Linked DNA regions of Mus musculus: region 1 is linked to region 2. Evidence: chromatin contacts called from public HiChIP or PLAC-seq data. All regions are on one chromosome and are shown on one strand. Each heading gives the region's core, a stretch centred on a gene start, on an enhancer-like site or on the middle of the called end of the contact. The rest is flanking DNA. Distances are from core to core; before and after follow the strand shown.

What was found. HiChIP or PLAC-seq counts read pairs in DNA pulled down with a chosen protein or histone mark.
Region 1: a contact with region 2 is called in an H3K4me3 HiChIP or PLAC-seq map of embryonic limb bud, with 3 times the contacts expected there. The contact joins the promoter of Vill here to the enhancer-like site in region 2. A contact is called at or near these places in 1 of 39 promoter capture datasets (embryonic stem cells), 1 of 484 Hi-C or Micro-C datasets (nephron progenitors), 2 of 115 datasets of contacts at active chromatin or transcription factors (embryonic limb bud and embryonic midbrain) and 3 of 9 other capture datasets (adipose tissue, embryonic stem cells and liver).

The regions. Positions count from the first base shown.
Region 1 is chr9:119,050,617-119,054,711 of GRCm38.p6, reverse strand. Vill (villin-like) reads right to left here and starts at 1,934. Exons shown (of 20, transcript NM_001164567.1): 1 at 1,884-1,934.
Region 2 is chr9:118,978,497-118,982,034 of GRCm38.p6, reverse strand. All of the region lies in intron 1 of Ctdspl (CTD (carboxy-terminal domain, RNA polymerase II, polypeptide A) small phosphatase-like), which reads right to left. Among named protein-coding and RNA genes, the nearest start is that of Gm33645, 45 kb to the left of the region's middle. RefSeq lists an enhancer at 247-2,549. Within about 2 kb of position 1,499, at least 163 of the 459 cell types and tissues checked have an H3K27ac peak or open chromatin away from gene starts, as enhancers often do. A contact at or near this core is called in adipose tissue, embryonic limb bud, embryonic stem cells and 1 more, where this site is marked.

The DNA.
Region 1 (4,095 bases), core at 685-3,184, 72 kb before region 2:
TGGGGATGGGGTGCAGGGGGTGTGGGGTCAGGGTGCAGGGGGGTTGTAGGGGTGGGGTACAGGGGGCTGTGGGGTCAGGGTGCAGGGGGACTGTAGGGATGGGGTGCAGGGAGCCACGGGGATGGGACGGGGTTCATTCTGTTATCACTATCTGTTATCTCTTCACTGTCCAGCCCTTTGGAAACCGCAAGCAGCCACGAGTTGGATGGGTGTGTAGTTGAAGTATTTTGTTTTTCCTCAATGCAACTTCCCACATCTAACTGAAGTCCTGGCAGCTCGCTAAGCAGACACAGTCACTGGGTTCTGAGTCTCCTGAGTGGGTGGCCCTGGTGCAGCAGTGACTGACTTCCTTTCTCTTAATTTGAACATCCAGCTCTGCTCTACCATAGCAAGAACACCCTCAGACCCGCTGCCCCATGTGACCGTGAGAGGACTTGGCGAGGTAAGAGTTACAGAGCCACAGGTGCCTGAATTCTTTACTCCTTTGTTTAGGGCCCCTGAGGGCTAGGCTCAGGACAAGGTGGCCTGGAAAGAGGGTGTGGCCGGGGGACTGTCCACACTGAGTCACAGCAGAGGAGGCTGTGGGCTGGGCATGTCATGGGAGAGCCTGTGTGCTGTTAGCATGGCTCTCCCGACATGGAACAGAAGGAGTCCATAGATAGTTGTTGATTGACCAAGGGAGTCACCAGGCGTGCCAGCAGCACCTCTAGTTGAGGTCATTGTGTGACAATGACATATATGATGGATGGGCACAGTGGTCACACAATGGTCCTTTCCAGCAACGGAGAACATGGCACACCATGGTGGGTATAGTGACTTGCAACAGGACCCTTCAGCAAGGACAGAGTCTATACATCAAACCAGCTACAGGAAAATGATTAGGGACCCAGACAGACAGAGACCCGAGGCACAGAGCCAGAAGGTAGTGGCCAGGTAGCTCTAAGGGCCACAGTGGAGTGGGAAGGACACCGTCCAACTTCGGGGCCACAGAGAAGAGGAGGGCATATTGGCAGCTGGAAGCAGTGTCTAACCTGGCTTCTCAGAGAGGGGCAGCAGTGGCCCAGGGGTGGCTGGGAAGGAGCCCCAAAACCCACAGCCTGGAGAGTCAGACTGGAGCTGAGCCCCCATCCCTCTTGCTAGAGGAGGCAAGAGAACTTTAAAGCACGGGGTGTCTTTACTCCTCTTACACTTTGTGTTCCCTCCCCTCCCGCTAGAGGTTTCTTCTCTTCCCACGGAGTCACCCGTGGCTCACGAGAGCCCCAGCCCATGTGTGTCCCCTTTTACCAGTACATCCCCCATGGGGACCCCATCTCCCCCACCCCCTGCCCTCCTAGAAGCCCTCTCATTTCCCAGGGTGAAGTTCCTTTCTCTCCGACACTGGCTTTCTCTCTGCCCCTCTCCGCAGGGGCTCTAACCCACTGTGTGTGTGTGTGTGGGGGGGAGGGGGTCCCAGTCTCCTTGGCGGCCAGGCCGCTTGTCTTGTCGTTTGTCGCCTTCCTTCAGGTGACCCTTCTCCCTTCCAGCCGACCCCTCCTCCTGAACAAGGTGTACTTGAGGGTAGACCTCGAGATTCCTTTGCTTAACTTCCAGGAAGGGAGGGCATAGCCTGCTGGAGGGTCGTGAGTCAGGCGAACTGACTCTGGGGGGTGACAGAGAGCCCACCCACGCAAAACCCGCCGCTTCTTCCTCTCACGCTGGCTTGCCACAGTGGTCCTCCTCCACCCACGCGCAGATAGCCAAGCGTTCTCACCGTGGGGCTGCCCTCAATCCTACCAGCCTTCAGCCGCTGTATGATCCCCGAGCCCTAGAACGCCATGCCTTCCCTCTGCGTTCCCAGCAACCCCTCTACCGGGTCCCCCACCCCCACCCCAGTCCAGGCCTACCTTCTGGGAACTGCCTCTGCACCTTCCTTCACTCAGCCTGTGGGCAACACTAGGCCCCTCCCTCCGAACTGTAACTCAATCCCAGCTCCCGCCTTGCAGGACACACCCCGTGCTCTGTGCAGCATGGACAGGGAGGGCATTCAGAGTTAGTCAGTCAATAAATATTGACCAAGCCGTCTGGGAGCCAGCCCCCTTCCCGTGGCCTGGTAGATTACTTCTTCGGTACCAGTGGGCAGAGAAGGCTAGGGGTGGAGGCCTGATCAAGGCTGAGGTGGACTGTGGAATACACCGATTTCTCATTGGGGAGCTCAAGTGGGCAACCGCCCCCCTACCCCCGCGGGTTGGGCTCCTTTTGGATCTAGAGGTTCAGACCACCATAGTGAGTCAAGTGATATGAAGGTCATTTTAGGAGGTGGAGGAAACGCCCGGGGCTGCCTCCCAGAATTTCTGACCCCGACCTCCCATCTCGGGCTGGCTGCCCAGCACAGAGGTCCCCAGGGAGCCTGATATCCATCGTGGGAGAGGCCGGTGGAGTCTACAGCAAGGAGATCCCTTCCACACCCTGGCTGCCCCTCTGTTACTCCTGATTGTGGGATAGGAGGACGCTGGAAATAGAACCTTCCAGAAATGCCTGGGACACAACTTTCCTTTACCTCCTGCCTGTCACAGCACAGATCTCAGTCACAGCCAGCGTCAGCCAGCACATGCCTTCCCTTCAACCCCACTAGATCCTGCCTGCAGACAGTATGCAAGACCTCTCTCTGCAGCGGATTCTTCACTTACAAAGTCTCATGGCTCAGGACTAGACACTCCAGAAACTCTGGGCCAGCCTGTGCCCAGTGGTCAGTGTGTGTATGTGTTTTATTTTGCTTTGTTTTGGTCAGACAGTGTCATACTGTATAGCCCAAGCTGTCCTGAAACTCACAGTCCTCCTGCCTCAGCCTCCTGAGGGTTGGGATAGACAGATGGACATATGCAAGAGACACGGTTGTGGGTTAGCTGTGTGTAAAGGAAGCCTGTGTCACGAGGAACTTGGCTAGTCCTGTGTCTGGCTCACAGTAGAGAGTGTTGGGCTTCCTCTGTGCTCTCAGTCACCTGTCCCCTGTCCCCATGTCCCGTGTCACCATCCCCTTTCCCCTTTCCCAATCTGCTGGACTCTCACTTCTGTGTGGCCAGTGTTGGCTGGTTCCGGTAACACCTTCCCCTTCTTCTCTCTCCATCTGTCTCTTCTGGGGTCTCTAAGGGTCAGCGTGTACACAGCCCAGACCTCAGTCCCTCTCCATTGTCCACTTTACTTGCAAGTTCCAGGCCCAAGGGTGAAAGACCCCTGGTTTCCCAGCCTCTTCCCCTCTCTCATCCCCCGACCCCCCACCTAAACATGGTCTTCTCCCTGGACTGGGTAGTCACATTGCTTCCTGCATACTGCCCTGCTCTGGGAGCCAGCTTCAGCCAGTTGGTGGCATGAGTCACCCTCTGTCTTGGCCTCCCTGGTCCTGCATCTTCCTTCTCACAGCCGCCAGAGGGACTTGGATTACATTTTTGTTGTTCTTGGATTTATTTATTTATTATTCTGTGTGTGTGTGTGTGTGTGTGTGTGTGTGTGTGTGTGTGTGAGAGAGAGAGAGAGAGAGAGAGAGAGAGAGAGAGAGAGAGAACTTTCACAGAAGTCATGGGGTGTGTGGAGTATGGAGGCCATGTGGAGTATGGAGGCCAGAGGGTCACTTGTGGGCTGGTTTCCTCCTTCCACTATGTAGGTCCCAGTGGATTTAACTCAAGTTATGAACTCCTTGAACAGCTGAGGATGACCACAAACTACTTAATGATTATCCTCCTCCAATACTGTGATCACAGTTTACCTTCAGGCCTGGTTCGTTCCCCTCCCTCTCTCCCTCCTCCCCGCTCTCTCCCTCCTTCCCCCTCCCTCCCGCCCTCCTTTTTTCCTTTGAGACAAGGTCTCTCTATATGTAGCCCAGGTTAGCCTCATACTTGTGGCAATCCTCCTGCTTCAGCTTCAGAATGCTGTGATTATAGGAGTGTGCTAGCATTTCCTCCTCCAGGGCCCCACTCATAGTTTTACAACTCATGGTAAGATACGGCCATGCCTTGATATCTGTAAGAAGACTAATTCTGTTCCCCCACGGATATAAGAATGGAAGGCTGCTTAAGCCCGTCACACAAGATGATGAGCTAGTGCTTACACATGGCTCCCTCA
Region 2 (3,538 bases), core at 250-2,749:
AGGTGGCTGAATCGCTGTGAGTTTGACCAGGACAGCCTGGTCTACACAGTGAGAGCTTGTCTCAAGAAAATAAATAAATAAATAAATAAATAAATAAATAAATAAATAAATACATAAAAGGGCATGAAGTTGGAAGGGAGAAGGGGGTACTAGAGGAAGTCAGAGCAGTGGTGGAGTGGATATGAAAAAGGAGCAAACATTGAAACGCCATGCCCTTGCAGTCCTGACTCCGGTCTGAAGTTTCAAATGAGCAGTGAAGTGCAGCTGTGTTACTGTTTCTGTCCTGTTGTAAAACCAGAGCATCCCCTGCTCCAAGACCCGAGAAGGCAGATGTGGACATGAAGGTAACTGAGGAGGTACAGCAGGCGCCGTAACCACATCCAGCTCTCCTCAGGAATAAGCCACGCCACGGCACTCATTCCTGCGCATGCGCTTTGAAGACTAGCACCGGCGCCCCGGGATTTAAATGGCCGCCACGTGCTCAATCCACTCTGTACCTCCGAGGAAATCCTTGAATGATGCTGGATGTATCATACTAAGTCTACCCACCCGACACCAGAGATCACGTTCAGAAATGGTGAGCTAGTACCTCAAACCCTCCTCTGCAGAAGGAGCAAGGCAGCCTGTGTCTTTCCTGAAACCAAGGAACACCAATGCTGGCACCAACCCAACTCCCCACACCCCCGAATTCTATAAATCCAAGCAGATAGGAAGAAAATATTTGTATTTTACTACTAACATTTAGAGACCCATTTGATACACTCTTTGTGGCATTTTTAAGACATACTATCGACTTCTAGTGAGCTGAGAAACTTCCTTAGACTATCTTTAAAATGGATTGCCAGGTCTCTGACTAAAAGTTTGACCTCTGAACCATGGGGTTCAGTGTTTAGCAAGAAAACTTTGTAGGCTGCCTGGCTAGTGTGGGACCCAAAGCTCTCAAGACCCGATTTACATGTCACAATGACCTAGTGATGTAATTACTGTTACTTTCCCATCCTGTAGGTGCAAAAACCTGAAAGGTGGGGAGGTTAAGTCATTTGCCTAGAGTCCCTTCTGTGGCTGGTGAGTGAACCCAGGAGCCCAGCTCGTCCAGGGCTGTGACGTGAGCAGGCACGTGTGACTCCCTGGCTCTCTAAAAGCTTACTGTTTCATCAGCCTGATATTTTAAATGCCCCAGCAGCTCACACAGACACTGTGAATCCTAGGCTACAGGCTGTGCTAAGGTGCTGTCCCTGTGTTCCCTCCCCATGGTAACCTGGCATCAGGACCCTGTTCAAGGTCACAGAGCTCTAGGACTGTGAGCCACAGAGTCCCTGGAGGAAAGGACCAGACTCTCTCACTGCAGGGCTGTGGGACACAGGCTACCCACCCAGTGCTGTTTCTTTCCTTCTGCTACAGATTAAAACAACACGGCACAGCAGGAAAAACAGGAAGCTGGTTTCCAGAAACGCCAGAACAACAGCCCCTCTGTTCCCAGCTCCTGGCAGGAGGCAGCCGCAGCCTGTGAAGGGGCCCTTGCCTGGAAGCAGCCAGCCTCCGGGCTGTTCAGGGCAGGCCACAGGCAGTCCTGAGTCAGGAAGGTTGCCTGTTTCTCTAAAGCAGCCACCTAGTTCCCCTGCTCAGCCCCAGGCTACAGAAGGCAAGAAGCAACAAGGCCACTGGGTAGGTGTCCATTTATGGCCTCAGTCCCACACCTGGAAGCTGGGTCTGCGTTTTCTCATCTCGCATGCAGAGAACAGAGAGTTCAAGGGATGTGTACCTAGGACTTCACGGGGGCAGGGTCCTGGACCTGGCTTGTCTGCTTTCAAAGTCCCTGGTTTGGTGTGGTTTTCACTATGGAATGCTGTGAGATTTCTTGAAATTGGCCAAAAAGGGTATCTTGATTTTTATTTGGCTAACAAAATAAACAGAGAAACCAATGAGTTAGCACGAGTCTCCTTTATAAAGAAAAATATCTAGCTGGGTACGGTGGGGTGGCTCATGCTTGGAATTCCAGCCTCGAGGGCTTGTGGATGGAAGTGGGAAGCTAGCTCAAGCTACAAATCGAGCTTCTGGTTAGCCTGGGCTATGGAGTACCCGTGTTCTAACAAAGTAGCTTAGCTAGCTAGCCTTGTAAGTAGCACTACCAACAAAATAGAAAACTCCAAAAATTGTTGGTATAACAACACAGCTCTAGGGGAAAGGTAGGTAGATGGCTATTATTCTGTTTTGTTGTTGTTATTGTCCCCCCCCCCTCCCGTTCCCCAGACAGGATTTCTTTGTGTAATAGCTCTGGCTATCCTGGAACTTGCTCCGTAGGCCAGGCTGGCCTTGAATTTACAGAATTAGGTCTGCCTTCTGAGTGCTGGGATTAAAGGCATGTGCCACCACGCTTGGCTGCTACTATTCTTTTGAAGAACAATTTGGTAGCCTGTTTAAGAATCAAAGATTTTTTTTATCTTTCTTTCTTTTTTTCGAGATAGCATCTCACTGTGTAGCCCTCCCTGCCTGGCCTTGAATTCACTATGTTGACCAGGGTGGTCTCAAATTGAGAGCCCAAAGGTGCATGCTCCCACACCAGCTCACGAATGCTACTGTCTATGCTTTTACTCCATATCTCAGGTCGAAAGTATACTGAGGGCTTAAGTTAAAATATGAGCAAGCTATACGCAGCATGGGTATGTCCTCTGAGTTAGCAGAAGCGGGACTTGTGGCAGGAAGATAAATATGATAGGAAAGGCACGATGCGTACCAAGTATAGTGTATTTACCCAATAATGTAGCAAGTATGGGTTATTTACCCAATAATGTAGCAAGTATGGGTTATTTACCCAATAAAACATTATTGGCCACTAACTCTGGTCTCTAACAAGGATGCATATAATTTTTTTAAAGAGATTTTTTGCTTTTTCATTTCATGTATAAAGGTACTTTGCTTACATGCATGTGTGTGTACCAGGCACATGCATGCTGCAGAGGCAAGGAGAGGGGGTTGGATCTCTTGAGATTGGAGTTACAGATAGCTGTGAGATGCCATATGAGTGCTGGGAATTGAACCAGGGACCTCTGAAGAAACACAGCCAGTTCTCTCATCCACTGAACCATCTCTCCAGCCCCATGGACACTGTCTTTATAGCAAAGTGAAACTCAGTTCACTGAAGGTTAGAAAAGAGTAACTGGTGGTCTGGGAGAATGGTTTAGTGGGTGAAGTGCCAGACACCAGGACCTGGCTTCAATCCCTCATCCCACATACAACTGAGGCATGGACCTGCACTTCTAACTCTAATGCTGGGTGGGAAGTATAAGGAAGGTGTGGAGACAGGTGGATTCCTTGGAGCATGCTGGCCAGCCAATCTAACCACACAGTGAGTACTGGGTTTAGGGAAAGACCCCCAACTTCCAAAGATCAGGTAGAAACAAACCAACAGTGGAAATCACTCAGTGGTGAGCCCCTGGTCTCCACACACAAGTGCACATATCTGCACGCACACCCACTCACCCATGTACACACAGTTACATAGTCATACAGACATAGACACTACGCAAACACACACAAT